Linked DNA regions of Anas platyrhynchos: region 2 is linked to region 1. The links are chromatin contacts, called in public Hi-C maps. All regions are on one chromosome and are shown on one strand. The core of a region is the stretch at or near the end of the contact, and the rest is flanking DNA. Distances in the headings are between cores, read along the strand shown.

Region 1 (7,266 bases), core at 3,285-5,784:
GACAGTGATTCTGTACTACCTCCACCAGGGTCCAGCAGCTGAAGCGTCCTTCTCCAGCAGCAGCTGGTAATGAGCCTTTGCAAATGAACTGGAAGAGGAGTTTCTCCTCCGCTGAATGTTTCTGATTAATGATGTTGCACAGGAAGCTGTCCCACGCCCTTGCCTTCTTTTTCCTTCCTCAGGAGAGAGGGTATGGGCATGACTGTGATCCCTCAATGCTGAACACCAATGCCTATCCCACCTCCACCTTCAGGGTATGTATGTGATGTAGGAACAGTGGCAGGTCGGTGAGATGCTACGATGCGTGCTGGTCTTGTGTTGTGGGGGCGATGGTACCGGGCAGAGCACCGTACCTCCTCCCAGCCACACCACAGGGTCTTGGCTTCTACCTCTGTCATGCAGCAGCCTGAGGCTTCTCTCTCTTTACTGCATTTCAGGCAGAGTTTGCAGAGGGTTGTTGGTGCCTGCAGAGCAGCTGGCTTTCTGTCCTACCTACCTTCTTTCTTGAGCTCTCCTTTTCCTGCTGCCCCGTTCAGGGCTGCTGGCTTTCCAGCACGAAATGTTAATTAGAACTTCACTCAGACGATCACTCAACAGCCTGCACGGATGGTACATCACACCCACCACTGTCTGGCTTGTGGGGAGAGGAGTGGGCAGACCTGCACGATTAGGGTGTGCCAAGCTGGCAGTCCGTCCAGCCATCCCAAGGAAATAAAGGGAACAGGCGCCTGGGAATCTTGATAGGTTCTTCAGTGAAGCAGAATTCAAGAAGATCTTTAAGTTCCCAGCAGTTTCTTAGTTCAGATCAGGAGTCAAAGGCATGCTGGCAAGTGTGAGAAACCTGCATTGCTGCTGCTTGCAATGTAAGCTTTCACGGGATTATGGAATGGCTGGATTTCTTCCGGAATAGAGTCTCAAGCTGGCACCCCTGAGCTAACTTCAGAACACCATATTAGATAAAAATTCACTTCATCCTCCTCAGCCCCCTTCTGTCCTCAGTCTGATCCAGGCAGACTTCTGCACAGTAAGAATTTTTTAAGATAACTGTATATTCTTTTCCCAGTGTAGCTTAGTTGAGTTGACTGGGAATTTGGGGAAACATTCTGTATCTAGAAAGTGTTTCTGTTAAGGCAGCATCTTAGCCATTCTTGGTCTGAGTGTGCTACTCCTGTACAGAAAGATACAAGCCATTTTGGTGCCAAAAAGCAGCCAGCTGAGCATTGAGACTACTCAGGGGGATTCTTTGCCCTGTGAATTCATTCCATCACTGGCACCGAGATGCTGGGAGACTGCCAGCTTGAGAGGTGCCACCACTGTGCTCTGACAGGTCACTTCAGTAGTGTCTGTGCTCCCCTTTCTAGCGCAGTCTCCGTTTTGTAGGGTCCTGACCTTTGGGTGGAGAGCACAGTGCTGTTTTTTACACCGTGGGTGGCTTCCATGGTCGGTACAGGCGTGGCTGCTGTCTTCTCTGCACCACCACTTGACTGCTTTCTCCAGAGGCTGAGAGAAAGGTGGCGGTGCTTGGCTTGACTCCTGTTTGCTGGGAGGTGCAGCCTGCTGCCCTTCCCACGTTGCAGCCCTGTCTTGCAGTCTCACCTGCTGAGAACATCTCCAGACTCGTAGGTATGGGCCAACTTTGCCAATGACATCTTCCTCAGGAATCCTCCCTTCTACTGAGCTGGACTTCTTTACTCTGAGGACGAAGTAGCCGGACATTGGGCAGTCTTCCTCTGCTGGAAAGAGCTCCTTAAAGTTTCTTACTGTCCTACAGCCAGCACCCCACACTTCTCAGTGGCTGTACAGAGCCAAGGAACTTCTCAACACAAGCGCAGTCAGAACTGTGATGGGTGCAGGTGCTGTTAGTCAGTTAAACCCATCTCCATTGTCTCCACAGGCTCCTAGGTGATCCCGTGTTCCTGGGATCCCTCACAATGTTTCTAAACTTGTCTCTAGCTTTATACCCTTAAAAGTGTGTTCACTTTTTATGCTGCCCTTACCACTGGCAGCGGGGATGCGCTCTGGTCATGTTTCATCTGACACAGGCTTGTTACTTTTCTTTTTATCCTTATTTATTCCCACTTGATAGAGGCACTTCCCTAGAAGGCTTTAGGATCCTGGTACTGTGTCAGACAGGTTCCACGTTTCCTGAAGCTGTTTTTGGGGTCTGGCTTCAGCCTGCACCTGCAGACCATGTTGCATGTTTTTAGAAACAAGGAGCTGTGGATGATACAGGTCAGATTCTAGTTCCCTCTGTTGAATTTCTGGCAGAGTTCAGCCAAAATTTGGAAGCCTGTGGTTGTAGTAGCTGATTTTGTAAATAGTTTGTATAATAAATAAAATATTTTAAAAATGCTGCCTTGTTGCTCAGTGTTCTTTCTGGGCTGTGCAGAGGGAATCAAGCTGGACAATGCTGTGCAGGGGTGAGGGGCTGCTTCAGGTCTCCGGGCCTCTTGCTGAGGCTCCCTGCAGAGGGTAAAGGGTGAGCTCTGCCTGTGGCCTTGCAGGGTGCCCGACTGAACCCAGGTCCTCTGAGATCCTGGGAAGGGGCAGCATTCTGCTCCAGGGCTCGCACGCTGCTGTGAGGCTTCTGGAAAATGGGCAGAAGCAACTGGTAAAGCCAGAGGGTATTTTAAGGAATTCTGTGTGTACGTTAAGAATGCAGCTGGTGCAGGTAGGTTTTAATCTCACTGTGTGCCACCTGACTCACTCTGAGCTGCAGGTGTTGATGCTGCTTGTGTTTCCCTGTACAGCCAAGAGGGCTGGATGAAAAGAGAAAGGGAAAGGGGAGGTATCTGAGACCTTTGTGTCTTCTTACCTTGTACAAGAGGCTTTCAGATTGCAGGGTGCCTGTGTGTGCAAGTGCCTGCTAACAAACAACTTGGTAAGGTTTCAGCTGGTAACCTTCAGAGGCCGTACTGAATTGCTGTGATTCTCTGAGCTTGAGCTGCTCCCAGCTTGGATGAAAAGGGCATTTACCACTAGTTTTCCTTGGACTGTTTTTTTTTTTTTTTTTTTTTTTTTTTAAGATTAAGGATTAAAATATTTATTTTTAAGCTTGAGTAAATTCTGCAAAGTATTTGTGTCTGTTAGCATTGCTGCCTATAAGCAATGAAAACAGCATTTCCTGAGCTGTGCAAATATTTAGCCCATCTTTGGAGCGCATAGCACTGGCTCTCTGCATGCAGTCCGCCATGTAACTTGGCAGATGCTGTTACAGATTGTGAAACCAGCATCTAGCCTTGGTTCTGGCTGTCAGGACCTGAATTCTGGCTAAAGAAGAGAGTGAGCAGTATATGTGAGGTTTGGGGATTGCCTCTGGTGTTGTACTGGGTGGTGGCATTATTTCGAAGCTCCCTGCAGGAACAAGGCCTTCTTATTCTCGACTCAGAGAGGGCAGATGAAGCAGTGGTGTCATGAAGAATCCAGAGACTAAGTCCTAGCATCCCCTGGAAATCTGTGGTTGTGAGTCTAGGGCTGGGGTGAAGGCACTTAAAGGCGAACAGCTTGTCTGCAACCTGACCAAAATGATGCACAGCAAACCACGTGGACGTGTCTTTATGTGCCGTGCCTGGTATTTCTCGTGGGAAGAGAGCCAAGCTGAGGCTGGCATTTTCAGAAACACGATCCCTTTGGGTGTGAAGGAGAGCTTGGTGGACTGAATGACTTCAGCGTGATGGAGGTGCTAAAGTTTCTGCCCCTGATGGCAGGATGTGTGATGCCATCTGGCTGCCCTGGTCACCACTTTATTGTGATGTTTCTTCAGATAACCTGAGTGAGTGGAGCACTGGGGGAAAACACGCTTTATTTGGATAGTATTTTTTTTTCTCTTTCAACTGACCAGCCCAGCTATAACGTTATGAACCAAGCAGTAACTCCTCATTCCCATAGTGAATATGTACGCTTTTTACATTTCTGGCTGTTCTGCTACCATCTTGTGTCTGACTGGCACATGAGAAAAAAGTTCAAACATATGATTATGGGAACTAGAAAAGAAAAACACTTATGGGAAACATTGCAGTCCACCAGAACCTCAGCCTGTCTTGGCATAAACCTTCCGGTGCACAATCTGCAATTTTCGAATCTTCCTGTTAAACTCTCTTCTTATTTGTGCTTTGTGGTTTTTCTTTGCTTTTCTCTTCTATATTTTTTTTTTCATTGAATGCGTGAGAAACCCTAATCTCTGCTCTCAAGAGCATGGAACTTGATTGTAGGAGGGAGGTGTTGCTGCATGAATGTGTTCATTTTTAGACATAATTTGCTATAACTTTTTTTTTTTTTTTTTTTTTTTTTCAGTAAAACAAAACAGCTGTAGCTGAAGTTCACCCAAAATTCCTGATCAGTCTTTTCCAGCTACCCTTCTGCTGGGATGGCGTGCTACGAAGTATGCTGGGGCGTGGGCAGTTGCACACTGGGTTGGAAGTGGGGAGCGGGGCTGGGAGCCAAGCTGTTCTTGGGACAAGCTGCAGTGAATACAGACAAAGGAAGCTGGGCTCTTGCACCAGATGAGGGATGGAGAGACTAGAATTGGCCTAAGGCTGCTCCAGGGTTTTCTGTGAGGCATGTGAAGGCCAGAGTGAATTTGGGTGTTTTTGTGGGGGGAGTGACTCTGCAGTGGCCAAAACCACATTCTTCTCTCCCTCTTGAGGCAACTCTCTGATAAGCTGTGAGAAGCGTGTTGGCCCGTACCCATCCCTTAATTTAGGGATTTATGCTAGCATAATGCTGAAGCCCTGTAAACTGATGCAATTGTCTAAGTAATCTTAGAAATTTAATCTCTTACCAGCATGAACAGCTGCCTGGGGCTCTCTTGTGCGCCGGTAGCTGAAGCGTAAGGTTGCTGTGCGATGGAGCAGTGCCACTCGCTGCAGTGGCTGGAGAGACACAGGGAAAGAGATCTCTCTCTGGTCCTCTTGGAGGATGAAGAAAGCAGCGCCAGGAGGCTCGGATGTGCCCAGGGAAGCAGTTTGCTGCTTAGAGGCTAGATCAGAGTCATGGAAACCTTCGTTGCTGGTGGGGAACAGCCTCAGCCATTCACGTAGGGAGCACTGGCAGCCACCTTATCACTAGTTTGTGATTAGGGCAGTCAGTGGTACGCTGCCTTCCCCCTCCTAGGCCCTTCTAATGCTTGGGACCAGCATGCGACACGCTGGTAGCAACTGCTGCAACTAAAAATTGTGGTAGGAAATATATTGCCCTGGGGTCTTCTAGTTAGACACAGTCGTTGGGCTGTGTCCTGCCCATCGACAAGAGCACCCAGGACCACTCTGGGATGCTAACCAGTGCTGGCGTGTCTCCTCGTCCCCATCTTCCCATCCTTTGTCTCCGAGTCGCCCCCACCCCAAGGAGCTGACAGTCTCCTGTGCAGCCCCTGGCACAACAGGGCCCTGTTTCGGGACTGGGGCTCCAGGAGAGAGAAGGGGAAGGATGGGCAGCCGCCGGCTGGTCTGGCAATGAGCCTTTTCCCTGACCAGCAGCCAGATGACAGCGAGGTGACAGCGAGGTGGCAGCGAGGTGGCAGCCCGGCGCTGCCGACAGTGGGTGCCTGCAGCTGCTTGGCCACCAGAGGGGGGCCGATAGTCGCCTTGAAACCCTGCGGGTTGGGTTCCCGCTGCCTTTTTATTTATTCCCTTATTTTCAGGCAACCTCTTGGTCTAGCAGAGGGGTTGGCCGGCAGATTTTCTTGCTCTAACCCTCAGCTTGGGGTGTAGGGGAAGGCAGCACCCAGGAACCGTCCCCTCGTCCCCGCTGCCCCTCTCCCCCTTGCCCTTTTGGTTTCCAACCACATGAAAACGCATGGGAGGAAGCTGGATTTACGCGCCTGTGATTAACCTGCAGCAGGCTCTCTCAGGAGGCTGAGGACAAATAGCTCAGCAGGAATAATGTGCTCGATACGGACAAACACCAGCAGTAACACTAACCAGATTAGATGCGTTCCCTCAGGCTCTTGGACACACATTAGTCATCGGCGTGAGGGGGGAGAGGGAGCTTTACCACATGGACCACGGAAGCGTAATTGAGTTTATACACAGAGCTGATGTTCTCCTTTTAGGGCTCATTATAATGAAATGGACTTCTCTATTAGCTGCAGGCACCGCAGCTTTCCGGAGAGCCTGTGGGAATGGAAGCAGAGCTAACTCGGTTGGTGCTGACTGCTCTGCTCAGTGGCACTGCAAAGAGCAGAGGGAAAGGCACCAGGGAAGGGGGTAGGATGGTGATGCTGCACCTGAGGCATCTTCAGACTCCAGAAACACTTATCAACCAGAAAGTGCCTGTCGGTCTGCATTTCTCAGTTCCACACCTCTCTCTGCTCCTCAGGTGCTGGGTTCAGCCTTGGAGGCCTGGGGTTGTGTGAAGGCCCAGGCAGAGGCTCGGGTGCTGCTACGAGGCTGTGGTGTTGAAGCAGAAGCCTATAAAAGGATAAGAGGGTGCAGAGGAAACGCACAGCTCCTCCCGATCCCTTTGTCTTGTCGAACACGGTCAAAGCGGCTGCCAGCAGGGACTGAAAGGCAAGGAGCACGTGGCTGAGCGGAGCTGTCTGCTCCACAGATGGACTGAGGAAAGCGAGAGCTTTCCTCCCTGCCCTCCCCAAGGGAGGATAAAAGGGTGCGACATGGATGTGGATAATGAAAACACCCATGGTTAAATAAGATTTAAAGCAAACAAACCTTCCTGCTTCGGGGCCAAACCCTGCCTCTGACGGACAGGAGTTAAAAGCAGCTTTCTCTCTGCTTCCTCCTGCCTGCCTCGAAGCAAGCCCAGGATGCTAACCTGGAGGAGTGTTTGGCAGCTGGCGGCTCCAGGCAGGAAGAGGACAGCAGAATCTGCTTTAATCCTGTCATAGTTCTCAAGCTAATTAGGATCAAGCTAATTTAATACTTGAACAAGGAACAGGCAGATCCTTCACGGAACTGGGTGTTAACAGCTTTCCAGAAACCCTCTTCCCTCTCGGGAAGGGCCACCCGCAGCATCCTGCTGGGCCTGTAAGGGGGGCTCTCCCTCGTGCCCTGTGGCCCTGGTGGGTGCTGGCACCCGTGTGTCCCTCTGCACCTCAGGAGTCTTTGGCACGTTTGCAGACTGTCTGGCTGTCTGCTGCCTTAGCTGAATTTTGGCAGTGTTGTTCTGTCACCCGGACAAGTTCCTGTGTAGTCTCTGTGGACTGCTGGGCCATGTCCGCTCTGTGCCCTCCTCGAGCCGCCAGCCCTGCCTGCAGGCACAAGAGCATGCTTTTTCCTCCATGGCCCCGGCCTAGCACAGGCTCAGGGAATC
Region 2 (6,631 bases), core at 2,971-5,470, 110 kb after region 1:
GTCCCGGAGGGAATAGATGAGGAAGGTGGCGGGGGGTGTCGGGCCGTGCCGGGGGGCTGCGAGGTGCAGAAAGCGGGCAGCGGGCAGCCGGGGAGGGAGCGCCTGCTGCTGGGGCCGGGGGGCGGGTGGGGGGGGGCGAAATGGCAGGATTTCGGGAAAAGTTTTGCAGGCCAGCTATGGCACGGGAGCTGCAATGGCACCTTGCGCTGCTGCGTGCACGGGAGGCAGCCTGCGGGGCTCCCGGCCAGGCAGCTCGGCCGCCCGCAGGACTTGGGGGCTGCCCGCCCTCCTGCCCAGCCCACGGAGCCCCCCGAGACCCTCCCCCGGCTCCCCCCGGGCACCCCCGGGCAGCGGCAGGGGCAGGGACGGGGCTCGCTCCTGCAGCCGTGGGCAGCGGGGAGCCGTGGCCGCCCCGTGCCCCGCCGGAGCTGCACCTCCGCCCGGTGCCCCTGTGCCTGCCTGTGCCCGGGGGAAGAGCCGAGAGCCCAGGAGTTGGGAAGGGGAGAGCTCTCAGTGCCAGACCAGCGCCTGGTTATGATTCCTTCTCCGAAGCTGCTGCGGGTTTCGCCAAACCTAGGCTCTTCGCCACCAAGCCACTTTGCCGGGTTGCTTTGCCTCTGGAAAACAAATCGCCTTTCCGTCAGCTCAGGATCTGTCACCGGTAGAAACCTTTTTTTTTTCCCCAGGAGGACCCCGAGTGGAAGGTAGCACTACGTAAATGACAGGGCTAAGCAGAGGAGCGGGGTCTGAGGCTGCCTGCAACAACACAAGGCAAAAAAAAAAAGCCCCGGTCCCCTGGGGATAATAGCTGGTTACTTTGTAGGCTGTCAGGAGCAGGAATTACCCAATCAAAGATGTAGTGGCTGCATTTCTCCGGCAAAAGTTTCTCGTGTCATGAAAATGGCTGGCAGACCGAAAGCTTCGGGGAGCTGAATCGGCTTCACTTCAACTCCCTGAACCACCATCAGAGGCAGGTAATAAACACGATTATTAAAGAATGAGTAATTTGCTGCAGCTCCGGCGCGGTGAATTTGTACAGCAAATCCCGGCTTTTGCCTGGTACCAAACCCCTCCCTGCCCTCTGAGGTGGGGGAGGACGAGGTGAAGCCCACAGCTCTGCCCATCCTGCCCCCAACCCCGTTGGCATCAGACCCTCCGGACACTGAAGCACCATGCCCCTTCCCCAGGTCTCTCACCTCTCCTTGACCACTGCCCTCCCTCCTGTTTAACAGCCATGCCCGGAGTTGTTTTCTAGCTCTCTTGCAGGCATTTGCTCTGAATCAGGCAGATTTTTTGCTCTTTTCTGCCTATTTTCTAAAGCTGGGCCTGATTCTGGCAGGCAGTGCTCGTGGTACAAGTTCAAGGGGGTTATTTTAGGCCAGATCTTGAGCCAGCTTTTCTCTATCTGTAGAATTAGTGATGGGCAAATGATTGACTTTTCCAGCTGAGGAGCCAAGCCACAGCATTGAGACAGGAAAAAAAAAAAAAGTCCATTATAGATTTCCTCCAAATAGTCTTACTGCTGCTGCTTCTTAGTGAAGCGCAAAAGGCAGCAAAGCAGTCCAAATGCCTTGGTCAGCCTGGAGGGGAAAGCTGCACTCGTCTCCAGTGTTTTTCAGGTGCCTCGCTTCCAACAGCTTCCCTTTGGAGCGAAACGTTTCATCTCTCTCTTGAAAAACAAAGGCAGGCACAGGGTTTGTCCCCAGGCTCTGTTTCTGGAGAACCAAATGATTGCGTGACAATTTCCACCCAGCCCCATGGGGCCAGGTCGAGCCTCCCCAGTTGTGGTGGAGCTCCGGGGCTGGGCTCTCCCCGAATGCCCCGCAGACCCCACAGACCCCAAGATGCCAGGCAGGGTGAGATGGACGGGGCTGTGGCTTGTCCCCATGCAGCAGGGACATGCCAGGAGCATGCTGACAGCAGCTTTAGGGGTGCAGCCTGAGCGCAGTGCCAGGAGGGGCTGGTCTAAATCCAGCCTGGGGAAGAGCAATGAGCCAGAAAGAGAGGGAAAGCATGGATACAGCAAAGGCAAGGGCAAGCTCAGGGGGCCACTCAGCAAGCCGTGGTCAGGACTTGACAGAGACATTAAAAAGAGCACATGACATCGGTTTTCATCGGCTCTTCCCAGCCCCATGGCAGGTAACCTAGCAGTCGTGTCCTGCGTGTCTTTGCCCTTGCAGATGCTCCTGGCTGCCCCAGGGGGCTGCAGGGCCAGCAAGAGCTGCCAGCAAGAGCTGCAGCTGGGTGACAGCCTAACCTTTGAGGTTTGTTTGGAGCAGGAATGGAGGGATCTCTTCCTCTGCTGGAGACCAGCTGGCTGCACCCACGATGAGCACAGGCCGTGTTTGGAAACTTAGGGGTTGGAAAAATAAGCTAGAGATGTGCCGTGCCCAGAGTGTAAGTTCATTTTTTAAAGGGAGAGCAGCTCATTGGCAAATGAATTAAACATCTGAAGTGTGCAGGGGCACAGGGATGCCCCAGGAGAACAGGGCCACAGCAAGCAGGGTGGAAATAGCCCTGAGCTGAATGAAGGCAGATAAAATAAACAGGACGGTGGGGAAGGGAGGTGATGGCATGCGTCAGCCTTCAGGGTGGTTATGAATCATTTGTACGTATATGTTTTAAACAGAGACAAATGAGCAGCCCCGAACAACTGCTTTACATTGCCAGCCTCGACTGACAGAGGGGGGACTTGGAGGGAGATCCAGGATGAAGCCGGGGTTCAGGTCTCTCTCCTGGAGGAAAGCAGGGTGATGTTTGCCAGGTCACTCCTGCTCTGGGTGGCAGGCTGTGGCCAGGGGAGCACCTCAGGGTGCCATGGCCTGGGGGACGTGAAGGAAAAGAGCCTTGAAGTGGAGATGGTGGGACTGGAGCACAGGGTGACATGTAAGGAGACATGAGAGGAGCTTGGAGCCACCTGGGATACCCACCGTGTGCAGTTCAGTGCTAGGTATAAATAGTGATGAGGAAAATGTGATGGGAAACCGAAGACTGTAACCACTGGCGTAGGAAAACCAGCCATGAGTAAAATTACAATCCACAGGCACAAGCTTCTGTGTGCCTCCCAGCAGCAGCAAGAACACCCTGGCCATCAGAGAGCCTTGGGGGAGCTCCGTGAGCTGCTCCTGGCAGCGTGGGCTTGGTGTCCATGCGGGCACCCCATGCAGGGAGCCTGGTCTGGGCAAGGAACGGGTCTGCCTCCAGGCTGCGAGCTTCTGCAAGGCACAAGGCCCCGTAATTTTGGTTCTCAGCAGCCCTACACACACGGGTGTTTCCAGGCAGGCTGTTGCACTGAGGGCTGGGAGCCAGTACCCATCTCTCCAGGCAGCTTCGCGTGCAGCAGCCACAAGATTTCCTGAGGGTGGTCCTGAGCTGGGCAAGGGGAGCTTGAAGCCTGCCCCCAGCCTGGGGTGATGTTCCTCCAGGCCGGTGATTTGGGTGTTGCAGCAGGATGGGAATTTGCTTTTCCCTGGAAATTCTGGGCTGGAATTGTGTGGCCGAGCTCTCCTGGCGGGCTGGTGCCTCCAAGGGCTGGCGATGCTGAGCGACAGCCCCGGCAGCCTCCCCGCGCTGGAGTCATCGTGCTGACCCGTGCTTTCCCCCAGCAATCCCTCTTGGCCATCAAACCAACGTGTGGCAAGGCACAGAGGCCTCCGGTGGGAGCTATCAATCGGTTTTGATGGGCACCGAGTGCTCCCGCTGCTCACCAGGGCTGGCTGCTGAGCGCTCTGCGGGGCTGGAGGTTGGGTGGGCGCAAGTGCACAAGTCCCTAGGGCTGAGCTGATGGTCCCAGCGCGGCTGTTGGCACCTCCAGGGCTCACCCAGCCCCAATCCTGTCCTGGCCACCTCCCCAGCCCAGTGCTGCCGGCCAGGTCACCCCTTGGGCAGCCACCCCACAGGCTGCAGCGCCAGGGCAGCCCCTGCATCGCACCCCGCACCCCGAGCCAGGCTGCGGGAACTCCTGCCAGCAGCTTTGTTTACTTGGTGTCTCTCCAGCTGAAAAAAAAGGACACGGAGAGACTCCGGACGTGCTAATTTTACACCTAGCCGCCCGCACAGCCGCGTGTCTCACCACCACCCCTCTCCTCCAGCCCTCCTCCATCCCCACCGCCCCCCAGCTCGGTGAACGCCCCCCTCGCAGCCGGGGCACGCACTTGGGGACCCCCCCGGTGCCTTTCCACTCTGTGCCTTCCCCCGGCCCCCGCGCTGCGTGGAGCACCTGGGACATCTAGCGGCCACCTCTCCAAACGCCGGGCCCGAGGGGACGCGGTGGCAGCGGCCCCCCGGGGGCAGGACAGCCGGGGTTGGAGGGCAGCCCCCTTCTCCTAGCTCGGAGCTCACGGCCGGAGTTGATTTCCAGAGGTTTAGGGGCTGGGGTCGCTGCTGCCGAAGCGCCCCGGGGGCTGGATGTGCTGTTGCTCCCCGTTAGGAGCGGCGCAGGAGCTCTGGGCGCAGCGGGGTGGAAGCGCTGCTGCAGAGAAACGTTTTAACCAGGGAGAGCAAAGGCTCGGCTTCCACCTGGAAATTGCCCAATTTGACTCGCCAGCCTTGAGAAGCAGCCCACCGCGTCCCAATTCTCGCAGCAATTTCGTCTCTGCTGGAGCCGGGAGCCCGCTGCCGAGGCCCTGGCTCTGTACCCGTTAGGAGATCAGACGAGTGAGAGATCAGCTCACCCCTTCCAGCTCCATCAAACTGGCTGCATTGAAGTTGTGAATTTGCTGCTTCCCATCACAAACACGCTCAGCTGTCCTCCCTCTAACCCGTGCCTGTTGGCTCCGTGTCAATCCTCTCCCACCGCTGCCCCCACCGTGCCCCTTTGCTCCTCTGGGTGCCACGGCTGCCGCCACGTGTCCTCATTCCTCATTCCTCCTCCGCCAGCCAGAGCACGGCTGCTTTCTGCAGCGATGCCTGCTGGCCTGATAAAAGGGTTTTTATTCTCCCCTCGAGCTGCACCTGACCCCAAGGCTCACAGCTGTGATGGGAAGGGTGCCGGCCACATCTCCATGTCCCTGCTCCATCAGGAGTGGGACCGTTGCTGTCCTGGGGCCACAGCAGCTGTACCTCTCTGTGATGCTGCTTCCCAGCAGTTTGTGCTGTCCCCTGCCCCCAGACCCATCAGGGACACGGCAGCACAGCGGGCATCACTCCCCGAGCACGCCAGCCTGCAGGGTGCTGGTCCCAAGGGACAGCCTCTGGCCAGGCAGAGCTGACCTTCTCACTCGGGAGCCTGGGGACGTGCAAAGAAATCCCAACCTCCTAATGAGCCCGGGAAGCCAGGCAGAGTGTTTGCTTGACAGGGCAATTAGACGATGATTGATTCCTGGAACAGCTACTTAATTCACCATTAACTGGGCTTATCGTGGCCAGCATCTGCGCTGAGGGTCCCAGCGAGGGCTGCGCCGCCAACCTGCGCCAGCCACGGGGCCGGGGTGCGGGGCTGGGCTGCACGATGAGCAGAGCTGGGGTTGGCACCTCGTTATTGTCAGGCCTTATTTTGGCTCTTTCCATCCAGCAATGGGCTGGAGAACGCTGCAGCTGCCTGGGGGAGCCTGGGGGAGCCCAGTCTCATGGTTCGTGGTGCCAGGGGGATGAAGCAGTTTGCAGGGAGCCAGCATTTGCTCCTGTCCTCTGCAGGGCTCAGCCTGCCTGCAGTGATGGCTGAGGCACGGGGCTCTGCCCCTCAGGGGTGTCCTGGCCGGACACAAGGCCAGAGGATGTCTGTTCCGTTCCTCTTCCCCCAAGCCTGGTTATTACCGGGCTTACTTTATTCAGTCCCAGTGTGGCCAAATTCTCTATGGGATCCAGATAAAACGAATGGGGTTTGGGGAAGACCGCAGGGCTGCACTGGTTCTTCCCAGCCCTGCACTCTCCCCGTGATTCCCTCCAGTATTATCTCTGGTGTTTTTATGGCCCAGTGCATGGTACAAGCCTGCCCTGCAGAGGCGTGCCATTGCAGTCAGCCCAATGGGTGCTACAGCTGCACTCCATGGTCCCGCTGCATCTGTATGAGAATGGCAGTGAGACCTTCATTCTTCATTTCCTCCTGGTCCCAGCAGCCCCGTTACCACCCCATGCTTCTCCCAGAGAGAGGAGTTGCTCTTCTGGGCTCCCCATGTGGCCACGAGGACCCCTCCTGCAGCCCCTGCTGGAGGTGGCAGCCCCACTTCATCCAGCTCGTGCGCTTCAGAGCACACACCCTGAGCACCCCCTGCCTTCTCCCACGCCACTTTTGGGGTTCCTAATGCCTCTTGGCCCTTCTTTCTTCAGCCCATGTGCTGAGTGCCAGCCAGCTGTGAGCCAGCAGCTTTGCCACACACCTCTCTCCCTCCTCAAAATCGGTGCCGACGACCTGGTGCATGACAGGCAGCATCCTCCACGCCTGCAGCATCCTCTTGCTGGCAGCCTGCCCACAGCCCGGCTGCGGCTGCTTCCCAGCACATTTGGGCTCGGATCCCAGCAGGTTGCCATCCCTCTCCATCGTGGTTCAGAGCCAGAAACACTTCTGGAGACGAGGTGTTGGTGCCTCAGCACAACCACCAGCTCTCTCTTGCTGGACCTTGGTGTCCTGCTGCAAGGTGTCCTGCTCCAGGTTGGGCTCCTACATTTGAGGGATGCTCAGGGTCTGGTCAGC

What was found. Hi-C and Micro-C count contacts between places; a contact is called where the count stands out from the background.
Region 2: a Hi-C map of skeletal muscle shows a contact between it and region 1, with 3 times the contacts expected there. The contact joins two enhancer-like sites. A contact is called at or near these places in 4 of 8 Hi-C or Micro-C datasets (liver, skeletal muscle and subcutaneous adipose tissue).

The regions. Positions count from the first base shown.
Region 1 is chr5:24,323,362-24,330,627 of IASCAAS_PekinDuck_T2T, forward strand. AREL1 (apoptosis resistant E3 ubiquitin protein ligase 1) reads left to right here. Exons shown (of 20, transcript XM_072038454.1): 20 at 1-2,352. Among named protein-coding and RNA genes, the nearest start is that of LTBP2, 16 kb to the right of the region's middle. Within about 2 kb of position 4,535, at least 2 of the 8 cell types and tissues checked have an H3K27ac peak or open chromatin away from gene starts, as enhancers often do.
Region 2 is chr5:24,435,826-24,442,456 of IASCAAS_PekinDuck_T2T, forward strand. The region is part of intron 1 of SYNDIG1L (synapse differentiation inducing 1 like); the gene reads left to right. Among named protein-coding and RNA genes, the nearest start is that of SYNDIG1L, 4.2 kb to the left of the region's middle. Within about 2 kb of position 4,221, at least 2 of the 8 cell types and tissues checked have an H3K27ac peak or open chromatin away from gene starts, as enhancers often do.